2 separate regions of the Mustela erminea genome follow, and region 1 is linked to region 2. The links are chromatin contacts, called in public Hi-C maps. All regions are on one chromosome and are shown on one strand. Each heading gives the region's core, a stretch centred on a gene start, on an enhancer-like site or on the middle of the called end of the contact. The rest is flanking DNA. Distances are from core to core; before and after follow the strand shown. Region 1 holds the start of ATG12 (ubiquitin-like protein ATG12). Region 2 holds the start of LOC116587166.

Region 1 (3,757 bases), core at 666-3,165, 190 kb before region 2:
CATTTTAGGAAAATGGGTAACAGCGTACAGTTAAGGGCATTTTTCCCCCACTCAGCAGAACCAACTACGATTTTATTCTGGGTTAAAAAAAAAAAATCTTATCGAGGGGCGCCTCATTATAATAAAAAAAAAAAATCATATCGAGGTGGCTTAGTTGTTAAGCGTCTGCCTTCGGCTCAGGTCATGATCCCAGCATCCTGGGATCTAGCCCCGCATCGAGCTCCCTGATCAGCAAGAACCTGCTTCTCCCCCTCCCACTCCTCCTGCTTGCTTTCCCTCTCTCACTGTCTCTCTCTGTCAAATAAATAAATAAAATCTTCAAAAAAAAAAATCATACCGAACTCAGAAACAACAGCGTTAGTATTTGAATTACACCACACCAAAACCAAATGGGGACAGAGGAAAATATTCCTTATCACCCACAGAAGCAAAACTACTTAAGGAAATGAGGAATAAGCTCAAGATTTCTCACTTCGGCTAACACCTCCACAGACTGCATTATCATTTTAAGCCAAGTGACATTTTCACATTTCATTTTCAACGGCAGGCATCATTTCCATCTGGGGTTTATCTGCACAGAAGTGCTAGCCTTGGCACCATTTCAGTATTTAATTGAAAGTTCATTTCTGACTCTAAGCAGAATGCCCCCACACGACCCAATAGTTAATATCTCTACAGGAATCCTCACACCGACAGCTCCATTTTACGTTTTACCTAGCGGTGAATTCTGCCCTCAAACAGGCCCTCATTACCCACCCCACCCCCCTTAAAACCTCCTGCATTTTCTGCAACACCATTTACACTGCACGGAGAGTTTTAACGAATATGACCATTCTTCCTAAGTAGAAGAAAAGCTACAGACGAGACCCCATCCCCTTAGGGAGTGAAATGCCAAACCAGCAGCTGCAAATGGAACTTTCAGGTTACGGACCGTCACAGCTGTGACGGGTCAAACGTCGCCGGCTACTGCAGGACCTCCTTCACGGCCACTAGGGGAAAAGCTCCATTAAAAAAAAAAAAAAATGTTCGGTCCTCACTTTTTTTTCTCTAATAAGGAGGCACCTGAAAGTCACACCGGGCGGCCGAGAGCTGGACCGAGCACCCAGGGGAGACGGTCCAGAGCGAGCGCTCAGGCAAACGCAGGAAGCCCCAAGTTCCTGCGCGACGAGGGGATTACCGGGAAAAACAGGAGCCCATCTGTCCATGCGAGGGGAGAGAGAAGTCGGCCGGGAGAGGCTGCGAGTCAGGGAGGTGGGGCCGCCAGCTCCGGCCCCTCAGCGCGCCCCGAGCTCGGGCTGCGGACAGGCCGGAGCGCCGGGTGGGTTCGCGGGTGCAGGTGGGCTGCGGCCGCCCGGTCGCCGACAGCCCCCGGCCCCGGGAAGTCCCCAGGGCCTCGCCCGCGCCTCGGGGAAGCCGCCCAGCCCACAGACCGGCGGAGGAGCCGCCCGGGTAGAGCCACGTCGGAGGACAGGAGCGCGGCGGGAGGTGGGCACCTCGCTCGCCCGGGGCGGGAGGCTGACAGCCCGGGAGCGCGAGGCGGCCGAGGGCGCGCGAAGGGCCGCGGCGCGCCTCAGGGGGTCGCCCTGAGGGCGCTGCCAGCCGCCAACGACTCCCCCTCGCGCGGATCGGCGGCGGCGGGATACTCACGTAGGGCTGGTAGAACTTGGAGAGCCGCGGCTTCCCGTGGTTGTTGAAGATGAGGATCGCCTTGATCATGGCTGAGCCGGGCGGACCGGGTGGGCGCTGGGGGCCAGGGCGGGGGCGGGCGCGCGAGCCTCGCCTCAGGATCTCACCGGCGATCCTTCCCCACCCGCCCCCTCCCGCACGCGCGCGCGCGCGCTCCCGAGCCGCGGGGCGGGGCCTGGGCGGGGCCTGGGCGGGGCCGACGCGAAGGGAAGCGGAAACATCTCCGGTACCGAGCCCGCTAGTCAGAGAGGCGCCTGCGCACTACGAGGTGCGCGGGTACATGGTTCGCAGACTCCTTCCGGAGGATTGTTGCCATGCAAAAGCGTAGTTGCGGGATTAGTAGTCAGCGCTCTGTGGCATGTTCCACGTAGAGGACCAACTGACAACTCCAACTTTCACCGTTGGGTTGAGTTCCCCCGGCCACCACACCGGAGCCTCTTCAGTGACGCCCCCTGCTGTAAACTCCGCCCCCTGAATACGCTGAGCCACCACTTCCGCCCTCGCCTTCTACTGAGCAAGATGGCTGAGGAATCGGAGTCGGCGCTGCAGCTTCCTCCCTCAACCGCTGCTGAAGGCGAAGGACCTACGGAGGTCTCCCCAGAGACAGCCACTCCGGAGCCCCCTTCTTCCGCTGCGGTCTCCCCGGGGACAGAGGAACCTGCCGGCGACACCAAGAAAAAAAGTAATTTTGAGAGCAGTTTCTCTCCAGGCAGAGGCGGGAGGTTTAGATTGCGTCCGACTGGGTTCCTGGCGGCCAATAAAGGAGCAAACTTTCGAGGAGGCTGGGCCCAGTGGTGGCTTTTGACCAGTGAGGAGAGAGGAAGTGTGGTTTTCGGCTTTCGGGACCTTTGCGTTGGGTAGCTCTGGGGAGGGCGGGCTCCGGACGCGCCCTCGCGGTGTGGTGTGGGGTCCTTGACCGCCGCAGTACTTCCTGTACTGCGTTCCACTCCTCCTTTGAATTGGCCAGGCTGCGGGCCGGTTGGAGGTGGGGGCTGAGTGGGATCTCGGGTAGCTCCAGGTGCTTAACAGGGGACGTAATGACTTGATGAATGGCTTAAGGTTAAGTTAGGGATGGTCGGTGGCAAGTCTGGATTAGAAGAAACGCCTTATATCAAGTGCCTGTGAATTCAGACTTTGTACCAAAAACAAATTTTATCAAGTTTGAAGAGTGTCAAGAGAAAAACCAAAGGCATAGGATCTCCTCCTCCTCCGCCCCACCCCAAATCACCCCCAAAGGTTTGGAACCTTTATAAGCGAGTCATTTCATTGCTTAAATTAGTCCTCAAACCCTTCATTGCTTGGGAATTAGTTCGCCGTTGATGGAAAATCCTAAGGAAGTCACTTGGCCTTGAGCATCCTCTGTAGAGTTGCCTCTGAAAAAAATCCTCGCATCAGCGATTACAGTTCGGATTGGTTGACCCTAGGCCTCAGTTTTTATCAGTCCTGAGTTTTAAAATCTAGGTATGGCATGTCTTCTAGTCCGTGATCTCACAGCCTTTGGATAGAACATCAGTTTCTGCTGCTTTTGGAGAATGGTCTCCTGGTACCCGCTCCGTTTGAAGTCAGACCGGCTCTACATTTGGGGGGAAACACACTCTGTTATTTCCACACGATGCCCTAGTAGAGTAACAGAAACCTGTGATGATTTCTGTAAAGAAGCAGTAGAGTCTTTTAGAAGAATGCCATGATTCTTTTTTTTTTTCTCATTTTACTATAAGCAGAAACAAACTTCAAAGGTTTTTTTATTGTTGAGGGTTTTTTTGTTTGTTTGTTGGGGGGGAGGGGCCTAGAGTGAGCTTTGACAGCCTCAGTCAAAAGCTTACTACTTGACCCTGAATATACCTGAGGAAAACAGAGGGGAAAAAATTAGTGGCCCATAACCCAGATACGGCCTCAGGTTATATGGGCGTGTTTTCTTCGGTCTGCATAGTTTTTCTTTAAACCACCATTGAGAAATGGTATTTTCATTTTCTGGCTCTTGGGAGCATTTGAGTTCGCCTCTGTGATGAGGAGTTTCTAGCTGTTTCTAGCTGTTGAATGTATACCCTGAAGCTGTCCTTTTTTGAGGATC
Region 2 (3,595 bases), core at 539-3,038:
CTAACAACATTTCAGGGGTAGAGATCATCTCAAAGTCAAAAGTCACAGATATCGCTAACGTGAGAGTCCTGTAAATACACATGTAAATATAAATATATATACACTATAATTATATAGGGAAAATGTGAAAGAACGTAAAGTTCTGGTTCACCTTAATGCTCACTGTTGGTCAGCAAAAAGAGGAAGGGGAAGGAGAGTAAATAATCAGTGCCAAATGTTTAAAAGATAGGTCACGCACAGGAAATGATCGTTGGTGTCAGTGACCGTGATCGTGACACGAGCAGAAGCATCACATCAAAACTGCATTTCCAGGCACGATTTTGTTCCTGGGGACTGCCTAGCAGGAAGATAAGGAAACGCTAGCCATTTTGAGGAGCTGTTTTATTGGCTGTTTGGGGTTTCGTCCTAGTGTTTCACGCAGCGCTTCTCAGTCACTGACTCAGCCTTAATTGCCAAGTTGAGAAGAATAACTATTCCTTGAGTTTCGACCCAGATAAACCTCCAGCAGGCACCTACTGCCCACTTCTCTGTTCACTAGCCCATTCTCGCTCAAGCCTCACCAGTTGCCAGACCTCCACCAAGACCATAGTCCCTCTTCCCTCCCACCCACAAACCTCCCTGGGGTGGTTAGAAAGTAGCTATTTTTTAATTTCCTCGCTTTATCCAATTTTCTTTTCCTACGTGTTATTACATATCTTCAACAGAGTATGTCCTTTCTTGACCTTGCAGTGCGCCGTTCATTGCCTTGTAAAAGGAAAGCACAATCCATATCCGATACCTTATAGTCTCCTTGAGTGCTGCATACAAACATACTGTTCATGAGCTCAGGAACTGTCAAATAACTGAAAAATAAGTATTTTATTATTTTTTTAATATTTTATTTATTTATTTGACACAGAGAGAGATCACAAGTAGGCAGAGAAGCAGGCAGGAGAGAGGGAGGAAGCAGGCTCCCTGTTGAGCAGAGAGCCCAATGCAGGGGCTCCATACCAGGATCCTGAAATCATGACCTGAGCCGAAGGCAGAGGCTTTAACCCACTGAGCCACCCACCTCACCCTATTTACTTCTCATAAAGCCCTCTACCACCTTCTGCTGATCATCTTTGAGTGCGTGAGCCTCACCATGGTCATTTCTTTAAAAATGGCATAATCCCTAAGATGTGTTCATATGCACAAGAAAATGTATAATTTAAGAAATCAACACGTTTGTTACTATTACCTACAGTTTTTTTTTTTTTAAAGCTCTCCAGTACAAACCAGGCTATGACCATAGGCAAGTTACTCAACTTTTTGGATCCTCAATTTACTCATCACGAAAATAGGTGACATCATACCTGACTGCGCAGAAGGACTTGTGTAATACTCTTGGCACGGTGCCTGATAAGGAGCGCTCAAATGACGTTTATTTTTATTTAACAAAAGCTTATTGAGTGCTTAGAATACCAAAAAGTAAGGTACTCTCTGCAAGTACTGAAGCCCTGTAATAATGCTGTGGGTAAGGCAGTACTGTCTTCATTGTACAGATGTGAACGCTGAAGCAGAGCGGTCGACGTGGTACCTGCGGGCGGCACGCCCCACCTAGACACCGGCGGGACACACCCTTCTCTCTGGCCCCGCCCCGCCACGTTCAGGACGATGGCCCCGCCCCTCGCCTCCGGAGCCGGCGGCCCCGAAGCCGACGTCTCGCGAGCTTCCACGTACACACTCCAACGCCTCTCCGCCTCTGCGCGGGGAGAGCACATCCGGGTTGCTGGAGCAGGTGCCTCAGGCCCCGCCCCCTTTTTCCAGGCGCTCGCCCTACTTCCGGCCATCTCAGGCCTTTTCCGCCGGTGCCGTACCGGCCTTATCTCCGCTCTGTAGGTCGTTCCCGGCGCCAGGCCCCGGTCCCTGCGCACCGCTCGCCGGCACCCAGCGGCTCGCTCCTCCTCCCGAATCTCTCCGAGGCTCGGAGCGACTCTGCCGTGCGTCTTCGCGGGCCGCCCGGGCCGAGGCCTGCGCGCGCGGCGAGTCGGCGCCCACCTGACCCCGCGTCTCCCCGCAGCTCGGTTGAGGCCGCCGCCGCCGTCGCCTCGGGATGCCGGGGCCGGGGTCCGCGCAGCGCTGGGCGGCCGCCGCGGGCCGTTGGGGCTGCAGGCTGCTCGCGCTGCTGCTGCTGGTGCCGGGGCCCGGCGGCGCCTCCGAGATCACCTTCGAGCTGCCGGACAATGCCAAGCAGTGCTTCTACGAGGACATCACGCAGGGCACCAAGTGCACCCTCGAGTTCCAGGTACTCCGTGCTCTCGAAGTCCAGGGGCCTCAGCTCGCGGTTCCGGGGTCGGGGCTGCAGCCTGCTTGCTGCCTCCCTCCTGCCGTGGTTTTTCCGTTCTTTGGCCGAGTCAGGACTCACCCCTAGGTAGCCGGTGCGGGGCATTGGCCTTTCCTGTTCTCAACCTGGCGCGAGAGCCATTTTAGACCAGATAGGAAGATGCGTGGATTCCAGAAATGCTTGTAGCTGTGACTTGCCCTTCCATGCTCAGGTGGCCTGCCTTTCAACGCCCATCGAACTTCCCTCCTTGAAAGACTCTCCTTTCTTAAGAAAAAGTTCTTCCTGTTCTGTGGCGCTCAGTGTCCCGTCCCCTGCTCTCCCTGACCCGCACCTCCACTTTAATCAGATTTGAAGGACTGCCAGTATCTTTTTCCACTGATGTTACTAGGACTCTAGGTGAATTCTGCCCCCTGTCATGGGAAGAGCTCCGTGGGAGGCCTGGTGAGCACCTGCCAAAGGTGTAGAACGAAGAGGTGTGATCAGTGAGAGGCCCCTTTTTGTCTTGGGGATTTTATAGAAAACGGACTTTAATTCACAGAATGTACTTTATTAAGTTTGTTACAATAGTCCTTATTTCTATTTTCCTTGGTAGGCTGACTTAACATACAAGTAGCTGTTGAGTGGTAGGTGCTGGTGATTACAGAAGTGGTTCAAAAAGCTTGGGTCACTGCCATCATGCTTGATTCCCTACCCATCCTACTCTCCCCCCCCCACCCCCATCCTATGCTTTTCTTAGTAATTGCTCATTCATCAACACTCTGCTAAAAAAAAAAAAAAAGACTCTGCTTTAAGAGCAGAAAATAGGAGATTAAATGATCTATCTTTGGGAGCGAAGAGGGCTTCCTTTAGGAAGTGATTTTAAACTCAAGTCTAAAGGATTAGTTGTACATACTCTGGTATGTACCAAGAGTGACTGCGTCTTTGAGGACCACTGAGAGATCCAGTATGGTTAGGAATAAGGAGCCAGAGGAAGGGAGGTCAGGGGCCAGACCATGTGCCTTGCTGGCCTCGTTAAAGATTTTAGTTTTTCTTAAGAGTATGGGAGAGCTCTCAGGGTTTTAAGCAGGCAGTGCTGTGATCCAGGTGTTTGGGGTAGTTATATGGATATTTATTTACTTGTGCAGGTAGAGATATTAGAGTGTTGGAGAGTGGTTGTGGAAGACTGATGCGGAGAGTACTAGAGTGGGCCAGCCTTCTAGGATGGGAGCTGTGGGGAAGGAGGAAAGTGAAGGGATTGGAGAGAAGTTAGTAGGTGAAATCAAGAACTTGGTGGTGATTTGGCTTTTGTGA

Evidence for each region. Hi-C and Micro-C count contacts between places; a contact is called where the count stands out from the background.
Region 1: a contact with region 2 is called in a Hi-C map of fibroblasts, with 6 times the contacts expected there. The contact joins the promoter of ATG12 here to the promoter of LOC116587166 in region 2. A contact is called at or near these places in 3 of 3 Hi-C or Micro-C datasets (fibroblasts, skeletal muscle and spleen).

What each region holds. Positions count from the first base shown.
Region 1 is chr3:18,025,959-18,029,715 of mMusErm1.Pri, reverse strand. It overlaps ATG12 (ubiquitin-like protein ATG12), which reads left to right and starts at 1,915. Exons shown (of 4, transcript XM_032335402.1): 1 at 1,915-2,368. The coding sequence starts at 2,206. It overlaps AP3S1 (AP-3 complex subunit sigma-1), which reads right to left and starts at 1,842. Exons shown (of 5, transcript XM_032335399.1): 1 at 1,648-1,842. The coding sequence starts at 1,716.
Region 2 is chr3:17,835,707-17,839,301 of mMusErm1.Pri, reverse strand. It overlaps LOC116587166, which reads left to right and starts at 1,788. Exons shown (of 4, transcript XM_032337902.1): 1 at 1,788-2,266. The coding sequence starts at 2,075.